Linked DNA regions of Danio rerio: region 1 is linked to region 2. Evidence: chromatin contacts called from public Hi-C data. All regions are on one chromosome and are shown on one strand. The core of a region is the stretch at or near the end of the contact, and the rest is flanking DNA. Distances in the headings are between cores, read along the strand shown.

Region 1 (2,700 bases), core at 92-2,591, 37 kb before region 2:
TTTCATTCATTAATTTTGCCCTTCCAGCTGCAACCCATCACTGGGAAATGCTGATACATTCTCATACACTACGAACAATTTAGCCTACCCAATTCACCAATAGCGCATGTCTATAGACTTGTGGGGGAAACCGAAGCACCCAGAGGAAACCCACGCGAGCACGTGGAAAACATGCAAACTCTACACAGAAATGCCAACTGACCCAGCCAAGGCTGGAACCAGCGACCTTCTTGCTTTTGAGGCGACAGCACTGCCTACTGCAACACTGCGTCGCCTATTTTGATTTCAAAAGATCTTATTAGTAATCATTACAGAACTTAACAATTGTTAACAACTGTAATTGTGTTGCTGTTATTGTCTGTGCTAGCACTTTCAGATAGATAATAGAGTAACACAGTAGACCTACATAGCACTCAAATGTGCAAATAATAATTGCGTTTTATATTATACATTTTGTTTAAACATTTTTACTTTAAAGGTTTTTATTTTGCCTGAAAACTGCCTAAAAAATTCTCCTTGAAATGGTACAATAATACATGAAATAAGAACTAGCTGTAAATTAAAATAATGATTAAAATAATAATAATAATCTTTTGACAGTAACTGGTCAAATCAAACACTCGAATAATTGCTTGTTGTTGTAATAAGATGTCTTATTGATTTACGCCATAAAACTTGGTCATTTTCAGGAATCGCTTTAATAAAATCAATAACCTTATTCAATGTGTTCGATGTTGCTACATTCTAGAAAGTGCCGGTCTGAGCGTGCAGTTGGGTTTCCGGGCCTGCAGCTTCACCCCTTAATCAGGATGAGACAAAAATTGTCAGGGACAGTCGTTTTGTAATATTTTAAATTAATAGTGTTGAAGTGACCCCAGTAACAAAACAATTAGCAAACGACATTAATAATAACGATGATAAAATACCACTCTTTTTAGCGCTCCTACCTAGCATAATGTTAGTCCTATTCCGCCTCTGTGCTTTGTTTGTGCTGTCTGTCATTCAAAAAGTAGATCACATAACACGATAAGTAGATCCGATGCGATCGATCAGATTGTGCTGCAAAATAAAACTTAGACCAAACCACCTGAAACTAATTGGATTAGTTATTAGATTAAATTAGTATTGGTAGACTGACTTATATGCGTCTCTAAAAACGAAACCAAAACTACAGTATAAATGAAAACTTGCTGCAGTTACGGATAGCATGAAGTAAACGTTTATATACTTGAAAATTAACCTAATTTGACAAGTTTAGGGCTACTAGACAGTAGTGTACCTACCGGCCGCTCAGATTTCCCTGTTTTTAACCGTCAAACGATGATCTTTTTCATTAGATGCTTATGCCAGTTGGTACACCGCTGGGTGAGTTTTTCGCCACCTGCTGGGATGGAGTGAGGCCGGATAAGAGAATTGTTTATTGAAAAGAAAATTTAAAAAAAGAAAGAAACAAAATAGATTTTGTAATAAGTCTGTTATTTTCAGGAAATATTTAAGTGCTTTGTGTAATAAGCAGGGGCGGATTTATTGATTTGGGGGCCCTAAAGTCCTAAAATGCACCCTTTTCCACTTTGTAATTTATTTTGCTGATCTATATATCACTCCATCTTCTTTTCTACATTTTATCTTAATGCTATCTCTACATTTTAAATGATTTGTTTTCTTAAAATGAATTCTTAACTAAAATAATATATAGCCTATATTTTCTTAATTTGACTGGACTACTCCATGATTGGGGGTGATGGACAACCTGGTGCAAAATAATATTAAAAAAATAATATTATAATGTTATTACATAACATAACATTGTAATAATAAAACTATATTTTAATGTATATCAAATAATATGTAATTACATAAAAATTTCACCAAACAAAATATGATAAAAAGTGATGTTTTTTATAGTGTATAGGAACAATTTGTGCTTCTAGATATTTATTGGGGGCCTCCAGATTTCTTGGGGACCTCACTTATTGTTTAAATCCACCCCTGGTTATAAGAACTGTTTAACACATTCTGTAATGTCGTAGATTTAATGCCAGCAGCTTGTAATTCCTCTTTTAACTGGAGTTTTCCCCTTTCATGTGCTTTTGTAACCCTCCCAAAAAGGGCATAAAGTATTCAAACACAAAACAAGTTCTGGACAAAATAAAATATTTATTTCGGGCCACAATAATCAAGCAAAATTCAAACACTCAATTCACCTAAATACTAGTTTCACTTTTTTTTTTATTTTAGCAGCAGGTAAAGAATAAAAAGTTCACAAATGATGTATATATTATTAGCGGACTGGATAAAAATGATTGGGTAAGGCAATTAAAATGACCACCACTAGGCATTTAACAAATGGCATCAACCGTAATTGCGCAACACATCTACATTTCACGACAACCCAGAGTTGTAATACACCACACAGTAAATCTCTTAAATATAAATGTATAAATAACACCCATAAACAGACACCACACAGCAATCAAAACATAAGCTACCATTACTGCCACTCCAGCTAACTAGTATCAAGCAATGACTGTAAAAAATATGGACGACGCGATAGCCCCTTTTCCCATTGAACGCCTTGAGGGCAAAACGCCTGCTTGACGGGCACAAACTGTCGCAAAAGACTGCTGAAATTGGAGCCTTGACATGCGCAGAAGGACTGTCTGATGGAGCCAGAGGAGGAGCCGCGAAAATGAGCGGAGT
Region 2 (2,700 bases), core at 75-2,574:
CCCTCCCGTTTTTGCAGAAATTCTCCCGTATTTTACCATATCCCACTTTCTTTACATTACTGTGCATCGATCGTCGCCTTTCATACCTCTGAAAATGCATGTATAAGCGCTGACTGACAGACGCCCTCCATACAATAAACTGATGCCAGATCAGCGTCTGTACACGCCATTTACAGAGGAGCGGGTGTATGTTTAAACAGACAAATACACTGAATAATATGTGTAACCCTTTTTCCTTTTACCTCTGGACTCCAGATAAAAAGAACCTGATAAAAGGGCCTGAGTTCACAAGATTTCTTTTAATATATCCACTAATCGTCTGACAAACCTGAACACGTTTAACTTAGATTAATATTAGTTATGTACTGCACTCACTAATCACTCAAATACCAACAAGAGACAAAATAAGGACCCAAAACCACAATGATTAACTATAAAAGTGTATTCAAGGTATTTTCAATAAATAAAAAACAATATCAATCAATTATGTAGAAAAATAAAATAAAAATGTATTATTCACTTAAAATAGGTTTCAATTCTATGCTCAGATGCAGCACAGAAAGACAAAATCACATAAGGAATACAAAAATACTCAAAATATGACAATAAACCAATGCGTTTCTCCTATTATTAAACTAAACACAGTAATTTGTATATGCTTGTTCCCTTATGCTATTATAAATTAAAATCTCTTCCTAAAGCTATCTCTGTATGTATCCAAGAGTAAATATGCTACTCTAAAACAAAAACCCGAAATAAACAATAGATTATAACTCTCCCGTAAAGCTGACTTTAACAATATAAATGAACTACTGTTATGACAGAGAATTTGAAAGAAAAACCTTTTAACAAGTCACTATACACACACACACACACACACACTAATCCCACCCCGTTGCAGGCCTGATGTGCAGCTTGAGTTCGTTGTGGCCCAGAAACAAACAAATGGCACCTTCGCTCAACCGAGCAAACAAAATAAAGGTACCTTACTTATCAGATGACAAAAGGTGTGCTTCCTTTCACCGTGATGCTTCCAGCAAGTTCGTTCTTCACGTCAGTTTTCAGTTCGTAAGGGTTTCGAACTAATTTTAGTGATTAAAGTCCTGTGAAGAACTTTCCATATGCAAAGGACAACTTAAACTGTTTCTCACTTAACGTTACTGCACAAATCAGATCTTCTTTCCGTTTCTTTTTAGCAACGTGTGTGCACAGCTAAACACACTAAATATAAACTTAAAGGGAATATAACAGACTTTATGGTCTAAAATCTACAAACTTCCCGATCTCTCACGCACTGCGTGTGACTTTTTTCCCTCTCTCTCCCGATTCTTTTTTTCTCCCGCCCCTTTTTACTCCCAATTGGAGGAGCAAAAACACACTCTCTAACCCAATCAGATAACAGCATCTCCCCACATAGCATTTGTTATGCTAGACCTGTGTCATCTCAACCAAGCTTGCTGAATACATTTCACATTTTAGGTGCTTTATTGGCATGACAAATAGCTGTACATTCGTATTGCCAAAGCAGTGCAGCGTCGCTGCGTACAGACAAGACAGTGCAAAAAGGGCAGTAGTGCAAACAAATATAAACATAAAATATAATATAGAAATAAAGAAAAGAAATGTAAAAAAAATAAAAATAGATTAATAAAAATAACAATATATCAGTAAAACTAAAAATATTAATAAAAATAAAAATAGATTAATGGTAATTTGTGAAACAGGATAAAAGTGGTGACAATAATATCAACAGTAAGTCCACGAGTAAAGAGTTCCTGTGTTGTGTGTTGGAGACAGTGGAGCGGATCATTGTGGGTTCCTCAGACGGTGGCAGGAGTGCACAAACTGAGCTGCTAACACACAGCAGCACACACACTCCCCCAGTAGGATGGGCAGTTTCTCATTGTTTGACAGGGACTCAAAGTTTTTGTGTGTGTGTGTGAGTTTTGGGTAGAACTTCTCCAGGATCTCTGAGCACTCCGCAAGGAAGTGCAGTTCTGTTTCAATCGGCTGCTGAGGGCAGTGTGGGCAAAGCCGCTCCTCCACCGGCAGCCATGTTTGTCTGTGCCGGCCCGTCTCTATAGCCAGCTGGTGTCCGCTGAGTCTGTATCTGCTCAGGGTGTTCCTCAGACCTTTATCTGTCACTGTGTGAAGGTAGTCTGCCAGAGTATATTGTCTCTTCAGGGCCAGACAACACTGCATTTTGCTTTGCAGTTGTGTTTGAGTGTCCCAGTGGTGTGTGTAGCTGTTCTTGATCTGGTGTGTGATCTGAGTCAGTGGCAGGAGTGTGTTCAGCTCCTCAGGAGACGTCTCAGAGACCCTGAAGCTCTGGGCCAGCTGGGAGAGTGGGTCTGCTCTTCTGCTCAGTTCTCTGTCCTGCAGGGCTTTATAGTGGTATGAGTCCGGGTCGCTGAGTTTTAAGTGCTTCCAGAATTTGACAGCTCTTTTCTGTATCTTTATTATCAGAGGGTATTTGCCTAATTCTGCTCTGCATCCGTTGTTTGTTGTGTGCCGGTGGACGTGTAGGATGTTCTTACACAGCTCTGTGTGCAGGGTTTCTATAGGGTGTTTGTCCCATTTGGCCAGATCTTGTTCAGGGTTTGTCAGTGGGCCCCACACCTCACTGCCGTAGAGGGCGATGGGGCTCGATGACGGACTCTAGGATCTTCAGCCAGATCTGAATAGGGATGTCTATGGGGC

What was found. A called contact is a pair of places that touch in the nucleus more often than the background predicts.
Region 1: a contact with region 2 is called in a Hi-C map of an unstated tissue, with 1.9 times the contacts expected there. The contact joins the enhancer-like site here to the promoter of si:ch211-108d22.2 in region 2. A contact is called at or near these places in 5 of 18 Hi-C or Micro-C datasets (embryo, fin fibroblasts, gastrula embryo and 1 more) and 1 of 4 datasets of contacts at active chromatin or transcription factors (embryo).

Annotation. Positions count from the first base shown.
Region 1 is chr3:12,839,477-12,842,176 of GRCz12tu, reverse strand. LOC101884073 reads right to left here. Exons shown (of 17, transcript XM_068218778.2): 2 at 1,284-1,381. Among named protein-coding and RNA genes, the nearest start is that of si:ch211-108d22.2, 37 kb to the right of the region's middle. Within about 2 kb of position 1,341, at least 8 of the 62 cell types and tissues checked have an H3K27ac peak or open chromatin away from gene starts, as enhancers often do.
Region 2 is chr3:12,802,291-12,804,990 of GRCz12tu, reverse strand. It overlaps si:ch211-108d22.2, which reads right to left and starts at 1,324. Exons shown (of 8, transcript XM_073944212.1): 1 at 991-1,324.